3 separate regions of the Anas platyrhynchos genome follow, and regions 2 and 3 are each linked to region 1. A link is a contact called in public Hi-C data. All regions are on one chromosome and are shown on one strand. The core of a region is the stretch at or near the end of the contact, and the rest is flanking DNA. Distances in the headings are between cores, read along the strand shown. Region 1 overlaps CDC42BPA (CDC42 binding protein kinase alpha). Region 2 holds the start of PARP1 (poly(ADP-ribose) polymerase 1). Region 3 overlaps ITPKB (inositol-trisphosphate 3-kinase B).

Evidence for each region. Hi-C and Micro-C count contacts between places; a contact is called where the count stands out from the background.
Region 2: a contact with region 1 is called in a Hi-C map of subcutaneous adipose tissue, with 2.5 times the contacts expected there. The contact joins the promoter of PARP1 here to the enhancer-like site in region 1. A contact is called at or near these places in 2 of 8 Hi-C or Micro-C datasets (liver and subcutaneous adipose tissue).
Region 3: a Hi-C map of F5 follicle shows a contact between it and region 1, with 3 times the contacts expected there. The contact joins two enhancer-like sites. A contact is called at or near these places in 2 of 8 Hi-C or Micro-C datasets (F5 follicle and liver).

The regions. Positions count from the first base shown.
Region 1 is chr3:19,867,421-19,870,148 of IASCAAS_PekinDuck_T2T, forward strand. CDC42BPA (CDC42 binding protein kinase alpha) reads left to right here. Exons shown (of 37, transcript XM_072035491.1): 35 at 1,574-1,691; 36 at 2,417-2,574. Among named protein-coding and RNA genes, the nearest start is that of COQ8A, 46 kb to the right of the region's middle. Within about 2 kb of position 1,376, at least 1 of the 8 cell types and tissues checked has an H3K27ac peak or open chromatin away from gene starts, as enhancers often do. A contact at or near this core is called in subcutaneous adipose tissue, where this site is marked.
Region 2 is chr3:20,080,114-20,082,841 of IASCAAS_PekinDuck_T2T, forward strand. It overlaps PARP1 (poly(ADP-ribose) polymerase 1), which reads left to right and starts at 1,379. Exons shown (of 23, transcript XM_038177158.2): 1 at 1,379-1,570. The coding sequence starts at 1,451.
Region 3 is chr3:20,010,553-20,013,280 of IASCAAS_PekinDuck_T2T, forward strand. ITPKB (inositol-trisphosphate 3-kinase B) reads left to right here. Exons shown (of 8, transcript XM_027453678.3): 7 at 241-312; 8 at 2,283-2,728. The coding sequence ends at 2,498. Among named protein-coding and RNA genes, the nearest start is that of STUM, 44 kb to the right of the region's middle. Within about 2 kb of position 1,404, at least 1 of the 8 cell types and tissues checked has an H3K27ac peak or open chromatin away from gene starts, as enhancers often do.

The DNA.
Region 1 (2,728 bases), core at 126-2,625:
ACAGCCAGGTTGCTCATGCTCTACGCTGTAACTCAGGTTATTCATTGCATGGTGAAGGACAGGTACAGAAATTTAGTGTTTGGTGCTACAAAGTAGGTTGTTCATTCTCATTTGGAGGAAAAAAAAAAAAAAAAAGGTAAGCAAGAGGCAGCTGTGTGATCCTGCAGGTGATTTAAAATAAATCCTTATAAGCCTCTGGGTATAAATCCTCACTGACAACACTGCAGAAGTGGTTACGGGGAGAATTAAACAGGGCTTCTCCCTTGGTAAGGTCTCTTTTTGGTGTTTGAGAGAGATTTTAAATTCTTCTTTGTTTTTTGAGTGTTAAAAATGAGTCGTTTCTAGTCCACTGAGATGAAAAGCAAAGATTTGAGTGTAGTAGCAAAGAGGTCTGTAATAGCAGTGACTCTTAAAGTCTCTGCAAAGTTGGACTGACAGCAGATTGGCAACAATTGTCTGATAAAGTCTGCACTATATAATCCCTATTCGTTGCAAAGCCTTTATCTAAATATCCACTTTAAAATATATCCGGAGAAATAGTTGGTAGCTGAAAGTCGCTGAGAATACCCGAGGGGTGGTGGGTGGGGGAATCTTTGTTCTGGTCTGAAATTTGCATGACTTTGCTGCAAATAGATGTAAATAGGCATTGCAATAGAAAATGTTGTTTTATTGTGTTTTATTTACCTTATCTGAGAGAGTGGATGGGAAAATAACTAAATATGGCTAGGAAGAAATTAACAGTTACTGCTGAAAGTGTTTTGTGACATGGAAATAAACTGATGCTCAGAGCTACCTGCAGTTCTTTCCACATGCTGCATCTGTAAAGGTTCCCTAAACTTAACTCTACTTAATGCTCGTGACTTAATAGTGGAAATCATGTTAGTCTGGTGTTTAGGCAGAGATAAAATGATAAGAAAGGATATCAGAAATCCTGGGTTAAAAAGCCAGCTCATCTTTAGGCTAACTAAGCTGAGAATCCTTTTTCCCCACAGTTAGCTATAAGTTAACAGAAGCAGAAATAACATCTCCAATTAGTTACTTGAAAGTATTGTTTTCCCTTCACGTAATGACAAAACCTATTTTTAAGGAACTGCCGTATCCAAGCAGATGCATTGTGTTTTATCTCTCCCCTCAGTAAAGGACCACTTCAGTCCAGTAATAATTTAGAAAATCTCGCTGGAACTCAGGTAGTGACAATGGAAATACATAGAAAAACTGATGGTGGGTGCCCTGGTCATCCTGTTTGACCAGGCTGGAAACACGAGGCGGATTGTTACTTTGGTTCAATTGATGGAGGTCTGGAGAAACACTGTTAGTCCCTTCAGAATCACCCGAGTAATGGACGACTGATCCAGCAGGTGGTGTTACAACTCTGCAGGCATTAGGGATTAACGTGGTTACCATAGGAAGTTATGTAGAACTGCAGAGTTGGTTTGCAAACTTTGCTGACATGCTGCTCAGACAATTCATACCTGGTAAGGTTGGGTTGTTAATGGGTATTGGGGCCTTCCTTCCTAACATCCAAGGTTGAGCTAGCAGTCGATAAAAAACTTGTTGTGTGTCTGCATTGCAGAATCTTCGGCCTCAGGAAAGTCGGACTGTGTTCAGTGGCTCCGTCAGCATCCCATCGATCACGAAGTCCCGCACAGAACCAGGACGATCAATGAGCGCAAGCAGCGGGTTAGCAGCAAGTAAGCAAACAGACCTGTTGGGTTGGGGCTATGCACAAGTGTTTTAGGGAAGTTAGAATTAAAACAGCATTCTTACCCTTGGGACTACTTTGCTGCTGCTTAAGTGTTTTAAATCATTGCCAAGTTGTTCTCAAGTTCCATGGTTACTCTGTTTGTTGCTGACTTGCCTCTCTTGCTGCTGGTGCAGAGGAAGCAGTGGGAAACTGACTGCTGGTATGGAAGTGTTGTGCTGCACTGAATTGGAAACCCTTTTCCTAGTGCTGCCATGCTACCTCATGTGCCAGTCAGCACAGGTCACTGCCACCAGACAAGTGATGAAATAATAGAGCATGTGAAAACAGCCAGCTGCTTGCAGAAAGCACATATGTCTGCTAGAATCTGTATGTGCTGGCGTGACCCTATGCACTCCCTGGGGAGATGCAACTGTAACGAGGCTGCCAGCACAGCAGTTTCTTCAACTGCTGTCTCTTTAGGGACACAGTGACTCTGTCCGTGCTGTGTAAAGCATGCTAACTCTGACACGCCAAGGGAAGAACCAGAGAATCCCTAGGAAAAACTGTGTCTGGCATCAGACGAGATAAAAGCCCACATCAGCTGCAAGCCATGAGCTGAGCATCTTGGGACGTGCTGAAGGAAAGCAGAAACAGCTAGAGGAACAGCTAACAAAATTTCTGGTACCTTGACCAGGCATCTGTAACACAGCTTAATTCCTCTGCGTGTTTTAGGATCATCTGCACAGAATGGCAGCGCGTTGCGGAGGGAATTCTCAGGAGGTAGCTATGGAGCAAAGCGACAGCCGATGGCATCGCCCTCAGACGGCTCCTTGTCCTCTGGTGGCCTGGACCAGGGCAGTGACGCACCGACAAGGGACTATGAGCGAGAGGTGAGTGACAGGATAAAGAGGAGAAAATCAAAGCATGTTGATAAGGATGAGGAAGTTAAATTATGTCAGGGGTTTGGGTGGTGTAAGAATTTATTCACAGAGAAGGCCGATCAAGCATCAGAATAGGCTTCCCAGTGAAGTGAGAGAGCCCCCA
Region 2 (2,728 bases), core at 129-2,628, 210 kb after region 1:
ACTTGAGTGACAAAGGTGTGACAAAGGCAAGCCATCTGAGACCGTTAGATTTACGGCAGGGGCTAGCAGGACCTGGCAAATATTTGTGGCAAACACCACAAATCAGGATGACAGTTTGTCTACAGAGGAAATTATGTTTTAATAAAGTTAGAATAATAACGGTGTAATTCTTTGTGTAGGCATTCCTGTTTCAGAAAGACTTACACTGGTTATAACCATACAGACTCCAGTACACCACTTCTCAAAATGAGGTAAAATACACAGAGCTGCTCACCTGATCCTTTCAAGCACTGTTTGAACACGTTACTAAAGAGCCACCTACCCCCTTGTAAAAAGAAAATCCACCCAAACCCATGTTGTATAGTGTTGATTTAGCGGCTTTACTTCACAACAACAACAACAAAGGCTAAACTTTGAACAGCCATTTGTTCCTGTCACTTTTTTTTTGCATGCTTTCATGTTTCCATGCCTGCGAATGTCTGTGCGTGGCTCCGTAGGCCACCTCATGATATTTTACAGATCCCTGCTGGTCTCTAGGATGCAGGTTGTATAGAAGCACTTTATTATTTAGAAAGTGCTGCCCTGCTTTAGGAGTGGAAGCAGCCCCAGAAGGCAGAAACACTAACAAGAAGCCCTATCTCCGTTTCTGGTACTCTGTAAATAAACACTGTATAAACAGAAGGGTATATTCAGAGGAACTGGACAGTCTCACGGAAGAACAATTTCCCCTGGGGACACTACGCAGGAAACCCAAATCTTAGGGGGCTGGGAGGCGTTTGGGGGAGCAGGCCCTGCTACTGGCACACTGTGCGAGTGGGGAGCTGGGTTAAACAACCCACTGCCTTGACTCGGGACCTTTGTGTGTGCGTGGCTTGCTGTGAGGCTGCATTTGTTGGGGGGAGACCCTGGGGCTGCGTGTGGGGACCTGCCCCTGCTGAGGGGCGCCATGAGGGCAGTTGAGGTGCAGTGAGGCTGAGGCAGCTGTGAGGGAACTGGGTGCCGTGCAGGCTGTGCGGTGTTCGTGTGGTGCTTCACGGACCAGATGTGCCCGGCTGCGGGCTCGCAGCTCCACCTAGCGCACTCAGCGAGCTGGTGGCGGAGGAAGAGCCGAGCGAAGGCGGCCGCCTCACAGCCGCCGCCTCACAGCGTCCCCTCAGCCCCCCCCCCTCCTCCCGCCATGCTGAGGGGCGGGGCCGCGCCGCGCTCCCGCCGCGTGCCCGCGCCTGCCCGCCCCCGCCCCCTCCCCTCAGGCGGCGAGGCGGAAGGTTCGAGGCGCTGCCAGGCGCGGCGCGACGCCTGCCGAGCGGTCGATCCGGCCGGGCCCCGGCTCGGCTGCGCTGCGCTGCGGGGCGCTGCGCTCGGCGCTCGGCTCGCGGTGCCTGGCGCAGGGGCGGCCGTGAGGCGGCGGGAGGCAGCGGCTGCGGGCGGCAGGGGCAGGGGCAGGGCAGGGATGGCGGAGCCGTCGGAGAAGCCGTACCGCGCTGAGTACGCCAAGAGCGGCCGCGCCTCCTGCAAGAAGTGCGGCGAGAGCATCGCCAAGGACTCGCTGCGCCTCGCCCTCATGGTGCAGGTACCGCACGGCACGGCCCGGGGGCAGCGGGGCCGGGGGGGCCGGGGGGGCCGGGGGCTGGGCCCGGGTCCCTCAGGGGGTCCCTCACGGAGCCGCCTCAGGGGCTCCTCCCCGGGCCCCGCGCCCCCTGCTCCCCTCCTCTCCCCCCGTGCCCTCGCTGCGCTTCTCCGCTCCCCATCCCTGTATTTAATTATTTATTTATTTATTTATTTATTTATTTATTTGTTTATTTATTTATTTTGACTTTCTGTGCCTCGCTGCGGAGCGCAGCGCCAGGCGCAGGGCCCGTGCTCCAGCAGGGCGCTGTGTGCGGGCCGTTTTTCTTCTCTCCCGGGGAACCCCCTGCGGGCGGCCACGTGTGAGGTTTCCGCAGAGAGCGCAGGGGGGTTAAAAGGAGACTCAGGGCACGCCACCAGCTGGGTGCCGTTTCTGCTGCATCTGCTCTTTTCCTTTGGATTGCTGTCTGAGGAACTCTGCGTGGAAGCCTGACTTCCACTGTTTGGCATGCTGTGGGCACCCAGGTCTTCCAGCAGCATCATGACTTGGACTTTTGTTTCCACCTGGAACTTGGCAGTTTGTTATCTATACGTGCAGCCAGAAAGCAAATTGGTCTCCCTTTTGTTTTTTCATACTTTATTTAAGAAACTGTGGTAGACAGAGGTGTGCTGGGAGAAATTCCATAAACCTAAGTCTAGCTTGCCTGGAGGCTGCCCAGGGAAGTGGTGGAGTCACCATCCCTGGAAGTCTTTAAAAGCCGTTTAGATGTAGAGCTTAGGGATATGGTTTAGTGGGGACTGTTAGTGTTAGGTTAGAGGTTGGACTCGATGATCTTGAGGTCTCTTCCAACCTAGAAATTCTGTGATTCTGTGAGGTTCCATTGCCTGCACGGAGAGAAGTCACACTTTAGGTGCGCAGCTCAAGTGGTGAAGGAGATCTGCCCCCTTCTGTGTACCCTGCCGGCTGGTGCCCCTAAAGCCTTCATGCTAGGGACAGAGCCATGAGCAGTTCTCCAGTAAAACACCAAACATGAGCTCGTAGCTCAGGAGCGTGTGACTGAGTGCCGGAGGTGTGTGTGACTTCCAGGAATGTTGAGAGCAACCCCAGTGTGGCAGCTGTGTGGCTGTGGTGCCAAAAGGGTAGCCATATAATCTGATTGTG
Region 3 (2,728 bases), core at 154-2,653, 140 kb after region 1:
AGTCTCTGGACTCCTTGGCCAAACCATCTCCTCAGGCAGTCACAGCGTGAGCAGTTTAATTGTGTGACATTGCCAGGGTACCTGCTGTGCACAGGCTGTGCCTCGTCCTCCTGCCCACACCTCAGAGATGAATTACCAAAGGGGCCCCGAGGAGCCCTGAGTGCCTTTTAGCAGTTTGCAGGGCTGCTTGTGAGGAGCACACGGTCAGCACTGAGGGTTTGTTTGCCTTTGTGGTTTCAGAACAGCTACCTGATCCGGCTGAAGGGTATCCGTGCCACCCTGGAGACATCCCCCTTCTTCAAGTGCCATGAGGTAACGCTCACGTTCCCTTCCTCAGGTGCCATGTAGGTAGATCTGACTGCTTTAACCCCAGCTTGTTCAGGGAGGAGTCAAATTCAGAGGTTGTAAATTTCTTCAGTTTTGAATTTATTCTTATATTTCCATACCTGTTTATCTAATACTGACAGCAGGTGACTGAAATAGTGTTCATGCATCTGACACGGGCTCAGATCTAATGGAAATCAATGTTCATACAAATTAAAAGTGATGTCAAAGGAATTCGATCTGCTTATGGTTTTATATGACTGGAAATAAATCCTGGTTTAAAAATAGGTCTTCTTGGGAGAAATTCCTGCCTGAATGCACAGGTCAGGTATCATTTGGCTGCCAGTTTCTCCATGCCATTTCATCTACCTGGCAAACTGCAGAGTGCATTTCCTTGGCACATGTTGTCATACGGGCAGGAATAATGCCTAGCTCAACGTGTTGGGAGTCGCTGCTCCCCCTGCCCAGCAGAGCTGTGCTGCCCCTCTGATGGACCTTGATGAATGCCTCCCCCCAGCAGTGCCTGCATGGCAATGGGAAAACCCAGGGAAATGTCACAGCTGAGTGTTTTGGGTCAGTTCAATGACAGAAACAAAATGCTCCCTGGAGTGAAGTGCCAAAGAGTTCATTTGAAAATGCAGGAACAAAACAGCCTTTTCAAAGAGGCTTTGAAAGGAGTTTCCAATCCTTAAAAATTGTAAAGAAGAGGCTTTGACTTTCCACCAAACTTCAAGATGAAGCATAGCAGGAGGGCTGCCAGGCCCTTCACGTCTCCCCGTGTGGGTTGGGGCTCCTCTAAGCAGCTGCAAGAGAACTTGGTGAGTCAGGCCAGGCAAGCAAAGAACGTCAGCAAAAGGCTTTTCCTTAAAATGCTGTATCCTGGCCAAGAGAGGGCTCTAAGAGCTTAGGAGAAGAGCTGAAGATAAGCATTTCTGGGAAATAATGCATGTTGCTGGAACTTGGAGATTTTCCCAATGCACTGGAGGAGGAAGTCTCCTTGAAAATGTGAATACATCGCAAACAGCACACGCATCCAGCTTAAAACCCTTGTCTAAAGGCAAACCCCAGTGACAGGACGGACATGGGAGTCCCTGGTGGCACTCAGTGCTGCTGCCTCGAAGGGCTGATGCCAGCAGGATGTCCCCAGAGCTGTGCTCCTCCTCTGGTCTGCCCAGGTTGTGGTGTGCGACCTGTTTCCAGGTATCTGCACAGCATGGTGTGTGTGCTGAGGCCATTGCGCTTTGCACACCTGAAGTCCCCGTATGTGACACGAGCATGTGGGCTCACAGTCCACCAAATCTGTGCACATCCAGACGATGCGCTTCACCTTCACAGATGAAAATACCTGCAGGCTTTCCTGGGGTTTGTGGCTGGAAGGCCAGTCAGTAAGAGTGAACCCTCCAAAGTAGCAGAAGGAATTTGTGGAAGAGGAAATTTGTGTCTGGTCACCCCCATAACGTGTGTGCAGAGCACTGTAAAAGCCAGGATGCTCTAGGGGGAGATCTGGGTGCTATCAAATGATGTTTCAGGCAGCAGTTTGTAAGTACCTCGTCCTTGGAGCATACCTGTTCCTACAGCGATGCCTGCAGAGTTGGTGGGTGTGAATGGTGCTAACCAGCCACCAAGAGCCAGCTTTGGAAAACCTTCAGTCAGGAGGCTGGGATTCATCTCACTCCTTCCCCAGGAACCTTGACTCAGTTTCCGCAATCACATCTGTACCTTTTGTGCCTGTGTTTTGCTGACCTTTTTCTTCTGCCAGAAGCGGGGAATTGTATGAATAAATCAGCCGGTCTGAATGCCTGATTTGCATGGGCAAACACTGCTGGCAAAGCACTGATCTTGCTTTTGCTCATGCAAAATCTCGGCATAACCTCTTGCAAACACAGCTCTAGGTGAGGTGTCAGAGCTGGGTTTGATGTGAAGCAGGTGCACAACTAACTGACCCCCTGTCTCCGCAGGTGATCGGGAGCTCCCTCCTCTTCATTCACGACAAAAAGGAGCAAGCCAAAGTCTGGATGATTGACTTTGGGAAAACCACCCCGCTGCCAGAGGGACAAGTTCTGCAGCACAACGTGCCCTGGGTGGAAGGGAACAGAGAGGATGGCTACCTCTGGGGACTGGACAATCTCATCCAGATCCTGACAGAGTTGTCCCAGAAGGAGGACTCGCATTAAAGCCATGCGTCCGACTCTGCCACTACCCCCAACCTGTTCCCAACTGACTCTTCTGAACTGCACTACAAGACACTTTCCAACCCTTGCCCTTCCCATTTTAAAGCTATTCTCTCCCTATTTAAGGTGGTTTTGTTGTGTTGTTTTGTTTTTTTAATTCCACATGTAAATACAGAGCTAACCTTCCAGAACAACTCCTGAACTTGAAACCTTGGCTTCACAGAGTCAGTAGC